Regions from separate parts of the Drosophila melanogaster genome. Here region 1 is linked to region 2. A link is a contact called in public Hi-C data. All regions are on one chromosome and are shown on one strand. The core of a region is the stretch at or near the end of the contact, and the rest is flanking DNA. Distances in the headings are between cores, read along the strand shown. Region 1 holds the start of lncRNA:CR43242 (long non-coding RNA:CR43242). Region 2 holds the start of CG40006.

The links. Hi-C and Micro-C count contacts between places; a contact is called where the count stands out from the background.
Region 1: a Hi-C map of the Kc167 cell line shows a contact between it and region 2, with 3 times the contacts expected there. A contact is called at or near these places in 1 of 107 Hi-C or Micro-C datasets (the Kc167 cell line) and 1 of 7 datasets of targeted methods (the Kc167 cell line).

The regions. Positions count from the first base shown.
Region 1 is chr2L:23,067,502-23,071,718 of dm6, forward strand. lncRNA:CR43242 (long non-coding RNA:CR43242) reads left to right here and starts at 1,504. Exons shown (of 2, transcript NR_048041.1): 1 at 1,504-1,760; 2 at 2,391-3,223. It overlaps Spf45 (Spf45,), which reads right to left and starts at 885. Exons shown (of 3, transcript NM_001042961.3): 1 at 699-885; 2 at 1-643. The coding sequence starts at 815.
Region 2 is chr2L:22,753,782-22,758,195 of dm6, forward strand. It overlaps CG40006, which reads right to left and starts at 2,568. Exons shown (of 10, transcript NM_001042936.1): 1 at 2,076-2,568. The coding sequence starts at 2,343.

The DNA.
Region 1 (4,217 bases), core at 254-2,753, 310 kb after region 2:
TTTCGTGTATGATCCGTCCACCACGTTTGGAGGTTTTCTCTACTTGAAGAGCTATGGCCATGCCCTGCTCCGATTTTCCGAGACCTTGACCATCCTTAAACCCATATTTTGCCATAATTTTGGCGGCCACCGAGCTGGCAGAATATGGCATAGTATTAGTGGCTTCACAACCACTATCAATGGACATTTCTTGGAGGGAAGGAGGGGGAGCGATTGTGGCACCTCCCTGTTTAGCTACAAGGCCCGGAGATGGCAAGTACATGTCATCATCGTTTTGCCGGTGGCCAAACCCGCTGAGCTTCAGGTTAGGGGCTGAGACTTCGTCTCTATAAAATTCTCGACGACCGACGCGTCCACGTTTACGATCTTTTTCTTTGTCATCTCGGTCTTCTCGATCACTTACGCCTGCTCGATTTTTGTCACTGCCATTACTTTTCTCTTTAAGTTTTTCATATTCATTTGGCCTTTGAGGATCGTATTCATCGGCAACGTCCCAGTCCCCCCTGTTTATCCTTTCCAGTATGGATGGAAGGGCTTTACCACTTATTAATGGTTTGGATACAACTGTAGTAATTGGAGCAAAACATGTAACTTCTGGATCTGCAAGGCGTTTGGACCTTAGATTAACCACTGGCGTCATAAGCTACATAGGGTGTATTAATAATTGTATGATCTATATCGGCAGATTGTATACTCACTGGTTTTTTGACAGCCATTTTTACTGCCAGCTGGGTCTGTAACATTTTTATTCCCGAAGACCATCCATCAATCTGGCTAGATCGAGCCCTCGTATCAATGCCGTCATACAAATCCATTAACAAATATATCAATACTAGCACCACCTTAAGATATTGATGACAACGAGCTTCAACAATGTTTTTATTTATTTTCAAGGCCCGATAGATTTAATGACTATCAACTGTTCGACTTAATGTCCGATTCACACAGAGCCATATCACTGCAAGAAAGGATGCCCTATCGGGCAAGAACAGATAAGCTACAATAGAAAAAAGTTTACAAATCTATTTATTTATTTAAATTTATTTTAAAATTTTTCTAACACAAAAAAACGCATGCGTCTATTTTATGTTGAAACTTAAGTCAACTACATGGGTCATCGAACTGTTTTTAATTTCACTGTTTTACTAAAATAAAAACTATTGCACAACGATTGCCTTGCATCTATGGCATAGTCATAGTTAGTAGAGCTTACGACTTACACGCTAAATATTATCGATATTGAAGAAAAAAATTAAGAAGAGCTTACAGTTGTTAAAAACAAGTCGTACTTCATAATGTTTTCGTTGCTTTCAAAATAAATACCTTGAAAGAAGGTATTTAATTACCTATGCACGATAAGATACTACTATCATCGAATATATAGGAAACAAACCCCTTTAAACGCTACGAAACAAGGAAAATGTTACTACTTCTATTCATGAGAGTGTGGGCGGGGCTTAAATCGAATAACTTTGTATAAAGATTTCCCATAGTTAACACAAGTTAAACTTCTTAAAACTAATAAAAGCAAAACAAGCATCAATTTTTCACAATTCAAAATTTTATGATAAATAATGCTTGAGAGAGCCAGTAAGAGCGTCGTCTGTTTAGCCGAACCATTTGATTTTGTAATGGTTTTTGTAGCGATAAATTGTGCAACAGTTAATGTATAGTGGATTGAACTGTAGTTACTCGATTGCCAAGACATAATAAATCGACTGAGAAAGTAAAGGAAGATTCCTGCGGGGAATGTGCTTTTCGTAAGTTTTGCATATCTTAGCATTTTCATTGTGTCATTTAAAGAGATTTGTAGATTAGTGTTGATCAAGATCATACAGAATTGCCAATTACATGCGGCACGGGGACTACCGATGTCTAAGCAAAGACATTCGAATATCAAGAGGTTTGTGACGGCCAAAATTGCTCTTACTCCGCCTCGCGTGAAATTGAGAGCGTAGAAGACGATTTTCGAACCGAAATTAATATTGATCTAAGAAGCGAAGTTACATATTTAAAAATGATTTAAAAATTAATGCCTTGACCATTATTGTTTTTATTCTTAATGTTATTTAAATTATTATCAACCGTTCACATAAATATATTTTATTGTTTATAATTAATATTTGTAAAATGGTACTGGAGACATACTTCAACATGAGACTGTGAGCAACATAACAGAATTAAAATTATGTTTATTATTTCAACTAATAAATCAAATGAATTTTATCTAAAATTGTGGATAAAACTTTTGTAATTTAAAAAATAAATTTAAAAAATATATATACATTTTAAAAAATGTATTTCATAAAAACTATACAAACATACATACATAGTTAAAAATGAATATTTATATAATAAATATAAATATACAACTTGTTGCTAAATTTTAGGGCACGACATGCGGATTTCATACGTCGCGAGCTGAATACTGTGAGGAGTCTTAAAACTCTCAAAAAATACAACTTAGGAAAGCTGCTTAGCAACAGCGAAGACGGCTGGAATGTGAGAGTTGTCAGGCGGCCAGGTCGAACGGAAAATAATGGACCTTGGACCCCGACAAAGTGGAGAGACCGTGAACTAACGGTATTGCGCTGGACCTTTGACTCGAGCTCTGGACGGCCAAGGCCCAAGGTCGAACGGTAACAATGCGGACTTTGGACGAGCACAAAGAGGACGCACCTTGAACTAACGTGGCCTTGTACCTGAGCGGACCGTGCACAAAAAAATAACGCGATCCCCGCGACCACCTATACCAACAAGGCGACAAGAGATTCGCGAGTGGGAACGAACAGTGAGAAAGTAAGAGTAACGCCGCGAACAGTCAACCCGTCAGTGAAAAACGCGCACCCGTCGACAAGGTAACGGTCTGTGAGAACGCGCAGGACGTAGAAGGGAATTAGCCAGTGAGCGGACATACAAGGACAATCACTCCAGGTGAAGAACGGTGCAATGCAGAGATCCGCGGAGCACGATAACACAAGAACCTGGTCAGAAGGGACAGTGGAGTCAGTGGTCGGTAAGGGTAGTCCCTGGCCGAGTGTTGCCTTAACCAGTTGACGATATACCCTGGCCCATGACATCCTAATCCCTTTCGATCCTGCACGTGTTCCGTTGTCAGGGACACACAGGAAGATGAAGGCAAGGCGTCGCAGGAGCAACGCCGCGCAGCAGACGGCGATCAGCAGTCAGCCGTGAAATACTACAATAAAGCGCCCTTAATCTGAAACTCTGTCTTCTCCTTGGTCAGGTACTCACACAAATCAAAAATTTGATGGGACGAACACAAAAACTCTCTGAGCTCGCCGCTGCAATTCGTAGCGAGTAGAACTAAACAGCTTGTTACTTTTGGCGCCCAACCGTCATTGTTTTGATCAAGCAGCCAGCATGGAGGAGACCAATTCATGTCGGAGACGAATTCTAATAGGGGAAGGGGAAAGACGAAACGGGGATCGTAATCTTCAACTCGCGAACAGAAGAAGGAGTTCGAGCAGGTACACTCGCGCAGGAAAAAGAGTTCGAGCCTGGAAAATCAGCGCCGGCCCCAAGTAGGGTATGCACCTGGATAATAGGAGCAAGAACTCAAGAGGACTGAAGCCGACTGACAGCGTGGAAAAGGCAGGGATGCAAAGCGATGGTTCCCAGCATCAGGAGCAAGGATGCCACCATAAAGCTGCTATCGATGTAAACAAAGCAAATCGGCTGTTGGCATCAAAACAGTGCATAAAATAGGGAAGGGGCGCCGCAATAATGGCGGTCGATCGATAGGGCAGAAAAATACTGGACTTGCAGACAATAAGAATTTTCTTGACAAACTAGTTATTTACCTTTTTTGAGATCAATAAACCTCATATTAACAAGGAGTGAGTTCGACTTATTGCGTCGAGTATATACACGTACAACGCTATGGCGTATTCTGTAGGCATGCGATGATGTCCTCCATTGAAACTCAATGGGGGATGTTACAGATTGGTCAGATTGGTTAACACTGGCCGACTGTTTGTTACGTATTGTTTTCCTTGAGACATGAATATGGGCGTCATTCGTTGAACAAGGCTTGGAAGCGATTTGTGGAGTTGATTGAAGGGCTCATTGAAGGAATTGATGGGCTCAATTACAATTATTCCCATTCTCTAGAACTTCCAATTAACGTGCCTACTTTTAGCACGACCAGCTACCTTACAATAGTTAATAAGAAACAAATTCAAGTTGCTTTGGGA
Region 2 (4,414 bases), core at 1,318-3,817:
TTATTTACTAAGGAAAAAAATAATTTACTCAATTGATGTTGATGTTTGTTCCATGTTATTATTTCTGATTTCAGATCAGATTTGGCATTCAAATTTTTGCCGTTGGCAACAAAAATTTTCGATTTAGCAACGGGTCTACATGTACGTCGCCAAAAATTATCGCTCAGGCTGCCTTACTGTTGGTAAAACGAAACAGGCAAGTGAAAATACTTATAAAATATAAAAGAATTCATTAATTAAGTTAAAGGAGGGCAAAAGGTGTTCTTCGTAAATAATGCCATTGAATTTCATTACTTAAATGGTCAAAGTGCGGTAAAAAAATAATTGCGAACATCGGAATTAAAACTGTGAAAAAGGTGGCCGTTCTACTGTCTGGAAAGCAGCATAAACAGCTGCTTACTGTTTACGAAACATTCTGATAGCAAAAATGTTGCAAAAGTCAGAGCACCTACAAACGAAATCAAAAAATTTTGCTCAAATCGAAACTAAATTCATAAGTAAAAGGAAAAAAGACAGATCTATGTCCTTATATCGACAATCCAGGAGAGGGTGTGAAGCTGACCATTATACCACAAGCTTGCGCTGCGGCTACGTCTTTGGAATCTGCATATCTAATCTCTCTAAATATATAATTTCTAACTTTTATAGTTCTTGGGATCTGGACGTTTATACGGACAGGCATGGCCAGATAAACTAATAATAGGCTAGTAATAGTTCTTATATGCTCGCTCGGAATACGGTATACCCATTTATTCTACGATTAACGGGTATATCAATTGTGTGAATGCGAATGAATGTATTTTCTTATTCTATATTTAATTTAAATATTTAATTCAATATTCATATTCGTATTTAATAAAATATGATCCCCGAGTAAATTTCAAAAATGTGTCAAAACGAAGTGAATATCAAAACTGTTGTATACTGAAGGTGCTTTTTTACCCCATGACATAAATATGAACATTTAAAAGCATGTAATTTTAAATTATATGTATATATAAAAGCTTAAAAAACTAAAAACCTGAAAAATGTTGTTCTTTTACAAAAAGATGTTACAAATACGTTGTGCTAAATTTTACAGCGAAACGACAAGAAAAAAATTTTAAGCCATATTAAACTATTTAAATTTAATTTCAGAAGTTCGATTTAAAAATATTAATGCTTAACACCAAATCAAAAGGTAATTACAGGTCAAATAAATTTTTAAATAATTTAAAAAACTTTTTCACATCCAAGTGCTAAAAAATTAATTAAAAATAGGGCGTTGTAATACTAGACGAATTGAAATCCCGATTTCATTATATTTGGTTGATCTCGTTTTTAATGATTCAGGGAATATAATGTGATGAAATCAAATGCCAAACATTTTTACATAAAGTTTTTTAGGAACCGCGTACAATGTTTTTATATAAATATAAAATTTAATATAATTTAAACCAAATTACTATTCTAAAAAATCTTAGCAAGGTGAAATACACACCTTTTAAAATTGTTAGATTGAATTTAATTATGAATTTTAAATAATTTATTAATATTTAATAACCTGTATGGTTATCGATCAATATCCCCTTAAATTTTTTCACAAAAACTTTCGTTTTGCTTATATAAGCAAGGTCGTCGGTGCAATTTAAGGTCACCTTCGATCATTGTCGCCCTCTTCAACATACTATGCAACAGTAAGTCAAGCAATCGCACTTGTCTCACGACTCATATAAGGAAAGTAACATGTTTTAAATGTTTCAGTTTCTGGTTGTTTGGGTTTGCTTTATGGTCAAGTTCAGGGTCGAACGGAATCCGTAAGTAATTGATATATGTAATTTGTTCACGCTATTTTGTGGTTTGACAAGATAGTCAGCGAAATCAGAAATCCAAACTATGCCATTGTCGGCATTGCTTTTAATTTTATTCGCTTTTGGTATTTAACAATCAATGCAAAAACAAGCATAGAGTGCTATGCTAAACAACTTTAATGACTCTTTATCAGGTTTTTGTTGTCCCCCAAATGCGAACGATATAACGAAAATGTGTAAATTTAATCGAGAAAGCATAATTCTCTTTATTCATCAAAAACTCACGGGTAGGAACTCGATTCCGTTTGCCTTGGATTGGCTCGTTGAAAAAGCTGCTTAGTATGTCTATCGGATTCATTGAACGATTTGCCTTGAGACTTTTGCGGCGCTGGATTCGTTGCAGTGCTACCTGAGCGGCACAAGACACCGCAGGATCTGCGTCTGTGCTCAACCCAGATCCAGGGGTCACTGCTGACTGCCGCTGATTGCTGGCCTCTACGTCTCTTGATACTGAACTATATCGTCGCGCAAACATTTTGCTAAACTCCTTCATATTGGCTGTTTTTTTTTTTTTCAAATCATATATAGAGTTTAGTTTTTTTGTTTAAAATATTGGTCACTTTAGATTTTAGATTTTCTCTTCTGCCACGGCACTTAAAAACTTTTGTAAGCCTTTGCTGCTGCAGCTTCTTGTACATACGAGTACAATTTCTTTATCAAGGTATCTTTATCCCGTATCGCGTTGTCGCCCGTTCGCAAGCATTGCCCGCTTATGAATGAAAGCACGGGCGACATTAAATGTTCAGTATTATCATCAAAAGAGCGCAATCAGAAAGAGCGACAAAAGGAGAGGATCAGACAGAGAGCGCCCGCACTAACAGTCTAGGGTCGCGCGGATCGGCGCTCAGCTGTTGCATTGTTTTCTGCCGGTCTTCTGATCTAGGCATAAGCCAAAATTCAATAGTTATCTTAAAGCAAAACCAGTTTAAGGCTTTGTTGGAAGTTCACTGCTTGGCATGTCGTTGGAAAAGTACGATATCAGCTGGGTTTTGCTAAGAATTTATATTATATTGTTCTGTAAGTTTATTTGTGAAATTATAAATACCCTAAATTACTCTTTGTCCATTCGTGTCGTGTAGGATAGTAATTATGTACACTCACAAAAAAATGAGGCTTAAGTTAAGATTTAATCACATTAACAGAAGTCGAGCGCCTAAAAAATTAAATATCGGTACTGTGATAACGAAGTTTGCCACCAGTTGATATCAGTTAAAAAATTTCGTTGCATGGATGAAAATTTATTTATATATTTACATTTCATAACATCAGGCGTATTTACAAGCCTGATACTGTCATCAGTGTTTAGTATTATAATACTTAATCTACCTAACATTTTATGTATATCAATTCGTATTTACAGATACAACAATTTTTAGTTAAAAAAAATCGTTAAATATAGAGTTACGATGGACACAGGCATATTTGGAATTTTAATTGAGTTACGTAGGGGATAGATTATAGTCTGCATGCACATTTCCAATTCTCTTTTATTTTTGTATACAGTTACCGATATTCAAATTTAATTACACGAATTCAATGTGCATTATTATATGTAGCTTTGCTTTTAAACCCGACGAGAACATACTTATAATAAATATGTACCTTATGCGGTCGAAATGATGAATATTGCTGTTATGTAAATACTTATAATTTATAAAACTTACTATTTTACTAAATGAGTATCGCATCAAAATATTACCATGATGTCAACTCATTAATTACTAAGAAAAAATAATTCTTTATGGTTCCCATAAAACGTAAAAACTAAAAAATTCTTAGGGATTAATTTACAAAAAAAAATGTATTAAAAACTAAAGAGGAGGAATATTTTTGAAACGATATACAACGCTACAGCTACTGGATATATATAAAAAACTTATTAAATGGGCGTGGCCAAAATGCTTTTGGCATATCGATAAAAATTACCCGTTACTCGCCAAGTGGAAATGCGAACGCATAATTTCATCATTTGCCTGGGGGATATCGGTATATGTATATTATGGAATAAGATGAGAAAAAAAAACTAAAAATTGCTAAAATGAGTCGAGACCGCTTTGGTAGTTAGTTAGTGAAAATGAGGGGCGTGTCCAAGGTGTTTGTTTTTTTTTTTTTGGTATACCGAAGGACAATTGTGGCGTGGTAATTCCGGGCGGTTTATGGGCCTTGCAAAAAGGTTTATGGCAAGACGATAAAAATTTACAAAACTAATATACATAATTATGAACAAATACTCAAAATAATTTCAAAAATGTGGGCTTCGCAATTTTGTGTGGTTCGTGGGTGTTAGAGTGAGAGTGTCAAAATGGGTCATCAAACTTGCGCTGCTTCTTTTTCTCTTGAATCTGTATGCTTAATTTCAACCTCCTGGATTTTATAGTTCCTGAGATCTATAGATCTCTAGATCTCGTTCACACGCACAGACGGACATGGCTATTGATCCTGATCTCAAATATATATACACAGATATACTTTATATGGTGGGAAACGCTTCCTTTTGCCTTTTACAAACATTGCAGTCTTTGAACTTTAAATTAACTTAAAATTAAAAACATATTTTACTGTTA